2 separate regions of the Rattus norvegicus genome follow, and region 1 is linked to region 2. Evidence: chromatin contacts called from public Hi-C data. All regions are on one chromosome and are shown on one strand. The core of a region is the stretch at or near the end of the contact, and the rest is flanking DNA. Distances in the headings are between cores, read along the strand shown.

Region 1 (3,483 bases), core at 801-3,300, 55 kb before region 2:
ACACCACACTAGGGCAGAGAAACCTGGTCCAAATACAGACTCCAAGATTTCCCCCTCTGAGTCCAGCTCCACTCTCTGAATGATCTGGGGTGGGTACTTCAAATTTGTCCCTTCTGTGTAGATAGGGGGAAACAATTTCTGCCGCACATGGGGCTGGAAAAGGCCCCAGGATAGTGCACAATGCTCTGCCTCACTCATACCTGTCTCTGTTGTCATCGGCACTAGATGGTGGGAAGAAATAGACAGGGAGATGGGGAAGGGATGCTTTCTAGGAGAAATACCTGAGCATGCTTACGAGAAACAGGATGGACTATGGGAGCAGTGGAGCTCAGCAGGCAGGCTGGGGACACAGAGATGGACCAAGAGGCCTTGCCTTCTGCTCACTTGGGAGGAAGAGCCTGGGTAGATAAATAGGAAGGCCTTCCTTAGCAGAGCTGTTTTGGTTGGTTGGCTGGCTGGTTGGTTGGTTAGTTGGTTGGTTGGTTGGTTGGTTGGTTGGTTGGTTGGTTGGTCTGGGGTGAAGGTAGGGGTATTTTGTTTTGTTTGCCCTGAGAATTTCCTAGAGTGAAAGTCAGACTCCAAGGTGGTGGCATGACCAGAGAATCTGTCTTCAGGAGACAGGGAGTGAGTAGGACTTAGTAGTTAACCTGATCTGCATGTGAGAAAGTGAAGTGGGGAGGGGGGAGTCAATGGACTCAGTAAGAAAAAAAAAGACTCTAAGCCAGTTCCAGAGAGCAGTCAAGCACCTGGCAGTGAAGTCTGAAAGAAAAGCATGTAGGAGAGTGATCCAGGTGCTCAAGTGGACAAGAGCGGAGGCTGATGGCTCATGGAGGTTGGGGGGAGGGGGACAAAAAGGATCATCAGAAGATATATTAGCAAAAGCAAATTTTTCAAGGAAGTAAGAGGAGTGGAGACAGTTGTTATCTTGGTATCTTTCAGCCCTGGCTTAAGATGCCTACATGGTGTCACTTCCCTGTGGCGGCCTTTGGCTACAATACAAAAAGGCATGTTTCCCTCACTCAAGCCAAGCCGGGGAATAAACTGTCCTTGCAAAAGCAGTGAGCTCAAATCCAGGAAGTCTCTGAACGGTGGCTAGTGTCCTGGAATAAGCATACTGGTTTCTGCCTAATCTGGACTCAAATCACAGGGACAGTCACCCAGGATTCACACTGGGAGGTATTAGCAAGAAACAGGCCTTCAAGGACCTAGGGATCATCGGCTCTAAGTAGAGACACCTAGTGGTGTCTAGGTGAAACAGGGAGAAAAGAGTTAGTTGATTCAGAAAGAATGGAACAGACCACATTTTGGTCATTTTGTCCTTGGCACTTAAAGTCTGAGTCCCTTTTTTCCTATAAGTTGTATAGCCTTCACCCTCAGGTGCTACAGAATAGATGAGACCACACCCCAAGCTGAGCGTGCCCCGGAGACATCCCTACTGTACTCCCCTAGTACATTTCTGAAATCCTCCAGCATCATATTGGAGTAAACACTCTAGTCATCTATGCTTAACAGACAGGAACAGGCTGGGAGGATCATGGAAACTAAACATGGTCAGAGTCACAGCCCCTCACTCTCATGGACAGAATCCTTTCTGGTTAGAATCTCTGGTGAACTGGCACTGCACCCTAATTCCCGACCCACGCCTCTGTCTCTCCCGCAGGTACGTGTCAGCCCTGACCACGCCCGCGCGCCTTTCGCCCGTGGACTTCCACTACTCGCTGGCCACCCAGGTGCCGACTTTCGAGATCACGTCGCCCAACTCTGCCCACGCCGTGTCGCTGCCACCCGCAGCGCCCATCAGCTACCGCCTAGCGGAGCAGCAGCCGCTCCTGCGGCACCCAGCGCCGCCCGGCCCGGGGCCAGGGCCCGGAGCGGACATGCAGCGCAGCTACGACAGCTACTACTACCCGGCGGCGGGGCCCGGGCCGCGGCGCGGCGCCTGCGCGCTGGGAGGCAGTTTGGGCAGCCTGCCCGCCAGCCCCTTCCGCATCCCGGAGGACGACGAGTACGAGACCACGCAGGAGTGCGCGCCCCCGCCACCGCCGCGGCCGCGCACGCGCGGCGCGTCCCGCAGGACGTCGGCGGGGCCGCGGCGCTGGCGGCGCTCCCGCCTCAACGGGTTGGCTGCGCAGCGCGCACGCGCAGCGCGGGACTCGCTGTCGTTGAGCAGCGGTTCGGGCTGCGGCTCGGCGTCGGCCTCGGACGACGATGCGGACGACGCGGACGGGGCGCTGGCGGCCGAGAGCACGCCTTTCCTCGGCCTGCGAGCGGCGCACGACGCGCTGCGCTCGGACTCGCCGCCGCTCTGCCCGGCGGCGGACAGCAGGACTTACTACTCCCTGGACAGCCACAGCACGCGCGCCAGCAGCAGACACAGCCGGGGGCCGCCCACGAGGGCAAAGCAGGACTCCGGGCCCCTCTAAGGCCTCCCGCCTCGCCCGCCTCACGTCTCCGAGGAGAGCGGAGACCACCGACTGGAGAGGGAAAAAGGAGCGAACAAAGAAATAAAAATATTTTTATTTTCTATAAAAGGAAAAAAGTATAACAAAATGTTTTATTTTCATTTTAGCAAAAAAAATTGTCTTATAATACTAGCTAACGGCAAAGACGTTTTTATAGGGAAACTATTTATATGTAACATCCTGATTTACAGCTTCGGAAAAAAAAAAGAAACAACAAAAAAAAAAAAGAGAGATGGGCCAATTTTTTTGACTCTTTAATAGAAACCTATATTGTGGTGCCTTTTGCTGTACGCTAATCTGGGGCTCCTGGAGAGCCGTCTGGGGTGCAGTGTGGGGATGGGCGCTTATAGGATCCCAAACTGGTGGGGGTGAGAAAAGGCAGGTAAAGAAGAGACTGTGAGGTTCTAATGGTTCTGAGGGTAATGAACAATGAGGAAGAAGATGAAGATAAGACGAAATTTTATCTTCCCCAGTCCAGATCTGGAGTCCTGAACAGAGAGGGCAGGGATCCTAGCCTTCGAGCTGGAATTGAGATGGGGTTATTTCCAGGAGGAGACACAGGCCTCCCGTTACAGCAACTAGAATGGGGAAGGTCCTCCCCAGCCCTCACAGCTGCTAAGGGAAAGAGGACAGAGAAGGCTGTCTCCCCACCAGCCCCCCCGCCTAGGGAGGGGGCAGCTCTACCAGGGGCCCAACCTTCATGGCTCCTCCTCCCCTGCGGCCTCCAGGATGTCCTCTGTCCTCTGCAGCACCTTCGTTTACAGGTCGTCTTTTCTATTTTACGCCTGCATGTCCTTCGCATTTCAGATTCTTTAGATTGAATGCATGGTCACGCTGGGACCCGGAAGAGCCACTCCAACAGTGTATTCGATTCCCCTTTTAGCAATAAAGTAACACCATATCCTCACAGCCCAGCTCCCAACCCACCTATGACTTTCATCTTCCAGTCCTGCCCTCCCCAGCCAGCCCTCACAACTGGATCCAATGCTAATTTGTCAAGAAAAAAAAAAAAAAAAAAAGA
Region 2 (3,292 bases), core at 503-3,002:
CCCGTCTCTCAGTCTTGGGGAGAGTAGAAAATCATCCTAGCTAGCTTTTTCTCTCTCCCCTGAGACATGACCCTAGATCTGCCTAGGATATGTGTCCCCTCCCTGGTAATGAGCAGACAGGTCAAACCTGAACAAAAAAAAGAGACCTCGTAGTCTGGCACAGGGCACCTCAGAGTTCCAGGGACAAATCACCTGAGCACTGAGACCTCAGTCCTGCAGGAGACACCAGTGAAAGAGGTCTTCCAGGAACAGTCACCCCTCAGTCTTCTCACCCCAATGTGTGGGAACCCCTGAGGCTCTGGGCATGCGTACAGGCCTCCTGTTTCCACCAGGACTCCACTCCAAACCCACCGCCTGGCACCATGCAGCAGGAGAAAGGGCTTTGAGGGGACAATTCTTTCCTCCAGATCCCCGAGTAGACAAGAAGAATGGCTGGCCCATTGTCTTGATTCATAGCTCCCAGGCCACAGAACTTCTAGCTTCCTTGGGAAGAAGGAATCGGTCTGGGAGTAGGGGAGGGCTTGGAGGTAGTCCCCATGTTCCTTGCCACTATGCTAATTCATAACGCATCTCTTATCTTCTGACTCTAGAGGAGACCTAGGAAAATCCTGTTACCCCAGGCCCACTCTCCTGCACCAGCCAAACCAGAGCAGGCTGCTTGGTCCCAGTCACCTCAACCAGACTTGTCCTGAGCTGCCAGGAGTCTTGTGCCCTCTTGCACCATAACAGTTGTATCTGCCCCGAGATCTCTGTCTGGGCCCGGCAAGATGAGCCTAAGACAAAGGGGTGTGCATTGGGCAGTGGGCCCAAGGTCTTGTGTAGAAACAATGCCCTGGATCTTATTTCAGAGAGTCCCAGATCCTCCAGTGACAAGAGCCTAGGAGAGAGCCAGCTGCATAGGGTGGTCCCCACATCTGGATTCCCTGCCCCACCCAGCCCCAGCACCCGGGCCCATGGACCCCCTCCAATCAAGGCTGCTTCTGTGAGGCCTGGCCTTGCCTACTGCCTGCCACGCCCCCATACAAACCCCTGCTCTTGCAGAGACAGAGAGGCCTGGGGCCCAGGCAGGCCTGCCTGTCAAAGTTGGGAAACTGGAAAGAGAAATAAATCCTCAAAGATGTTCCGTTGTGGAGGGAGCTCTGGCAGGCCCCAGCACACAACACCCCAACCGCAGACCACCAAACTGACACTAGTACCCCACACACACTGACACTGATTATACAGAAGGGGGAGGGGACCGGGAGGCAGAGCCCAGGAGACAATTGGACCGGCAGCCCTGTCCTCCCTACTGGCCGGTCTGGGGCTCTTGGCGGCGCCCCCACTCCCTGGCCCAGTCCTGACCATCTTGGGCTTCCTCTCTCTGCCCCATCTCCATGACAACCGCATCCTTTGGATGCTCCAGCCATCACGGAATTGATCTCGAAATGTAGCTTTGTTAGCAGACCCTAGCGGGCAAAAAGGGCGGAGGGCGGCTCCCGCCACCCAGCCTGTGTTCTTCTCCCAACCCTGAACCCCCTCCCAGTGTCTAGCTGGCCTCCTGAGAAGAGGGGCGGGGTCCGTAAGCATGCAGGCCTTGGGGGACACAGTTGGCCAGAGGCCCTACTCACCGCTCGTGTCCCAGCCGCTGGGTCCCCTCTCACGGTGGGGCCATGCGGAGGCCACCCCTGGACCCGCGGTCCGGTGCCGCCGCCTGTTGGAGCTCCCCGCGTTCGCTTCTGTCCCCTCAGGTGTTGGAACCTCGGCTGTGGAGAGGCTGGGCAGAGAAGGAGGGGACGGACTGCAGGAGGAGGGAACAGAGCAGCGAAGGAGGGAGGGAGGAGCGGGAAGGACGAGAAGGGCGGGAGGGGGCGGGGGGGGAGACTGCGGGCGCGCGCGCAGCCCCGAGGGGACCGTGACCACCAGGAGGGCCCACCCGCGGCGCCTGGCCACAAGCGCCCGACCTTGTGCGGGGCACCCACCCACCAGAACACGGCCACCGGCTCCAGCATGAGCTGGACCCTTTAAGAAAGTGGGGGAGGGGAGTTCCACGAGGTTCCGCCCCCCTCCAAGCCCGGCCCTGCCTCTGTCCTCGAACCCCTGGCAGACCTAACCACTGTCCCTCGGGAGAGCTCACTCTCCCAACTCTCCCAGTCCCTGACAGACCAGGCCATTCTCCAGGTGAAGGAGGGACGGGCCTTGCCCCCACCCCAGAACCCCCATTCTCTTCCTAGAGATCTCACCCTGGAGTTTAGAGGGCAAAGTTCAGAGAGTCACAGTGGGAGTTAGGCAGCCAGGGGTACAGAAAGGCTTGGAGTGACAAGGGGAGTCGAGGACAGAGCTGGAAGGGGGAAAAGAGAGGCGAGGAAAGAGCGGCCCTGCTGCGGATGGAGGTGAGGATCCGCCACCCTCGGCAGGTAATGGTGCGGACCGACTGCACTCTGGAATACCATTTCTCCAAGAACCTGCCTTTGCCCCCACCTCTAGCTGATCATGACCTTACAGGCTGCCCTGCTCCCCGCTCAACCCCCCTGTCCCCCTCACGTTGCCCCCTGCTTCCCACCCCCACCCCTGGCCTCCTTCCACTTCAGCTTCCTGAAGGAAGTTTGATGAACTCTACCTGGACTACACGCTAAGGACTTCTTGGCTATAAATCTAGAGATACTACTTCTCAGAGGGACGGACACTACAGGGCTCCAGACCCTGGAGTCTGAGGACCCCGGGGATGAAGGAAGGAGGGAAGGGTTAGAAGGCCCAGTGCTGGGGAAAGCAGAAGAGAGCTACCACGAAATTGGACCTCCCTCCGTCTGCTTCCGCTTCTAGGTTCTGTTCACCAAACTAAAAATCTTCTCATCTCTGCAAGTGTTCTACCCTATGCCTGCAGTGGTGGTAGTGGTGTGGGGGTGGGGGTGTCAACTCTCAAACCCATGTTTTTAAATGCCACTTCTACCATGAAGTCACCCTTGATGTCTCTGTCTCTCTCTGTGCCTCTCTCTCTCTCTCTCTCTCTCTCTCTCTCTCTCTCTCTCTCTCTATCTATCTATCTATCTCCCTCTCTTCCTCTCTTCCTCTCTTCCTTCCTCCCTCCCTCCCTCCCCCTTTCCCTTTCGCCCTCCCCCTCCCTCTCTTTCTCTTTCTTCCTCCCTCTCTCCCTTCCCCTCCCCCTCCCACAACCCTCCCCCTTCCTTTCTCTCCTTCTCTTTCCCTTCCTACTCCTACTCCTACACACACACACACACACACACACACACACACACACACACACACACACTTGGGTTCTTACAGGACAAAGAGAGGATTTGAGAGATGCCTGACT

Evidence for each region. Hi-C and Micro-C count contacts between places; a contact is called where the count stands out from the background.
Region 1: a contact with region 2 is called in a Hi-C map of kidney, with 3 times the contacts expected there. The contact joins the enhancer-like site here to the promoter of Psd2 in region 2. A contact is called at or near these places in 7 of 12 Hi-C or Micro-C datasets (the A7r5 cell line, the Rat2 cell line, Schwann cells and 4 more).

The regions. Positions count from the first base shown.
Region 1 is chr18:27,892,873-27,896,355 of GRCr8, reverse strand. Nrg2 (neuregulin 2) reads left to right here. Exons shown (of 10, transcript NM_001136151.2): 10 at 1,661-3,483. The coding sequence ends at 2,423. Among named protein-coding and RNA genes, the nearest start is that of Psd2, 55 kb to the right of the region's middle. Within about 2 kb of position 2,050, at least 78 of the 93 cell types and tissues checked have an H3K27ac peak or open chromatin away from gene starts, as enhancers often do. A contact at or near this core is called in Schwann cells, kidney and liver, where this site is marked.
Region 2 is chr18:27,838,087-27,841,378 of GRCr8, reverse strand. Psd2 (pleckstrin and Sec7 domain containing 2) reads right to left here and starts at 1,752. Exons shown (of 15, transcript NM_001107395.1): 1 at 1,608-1,752.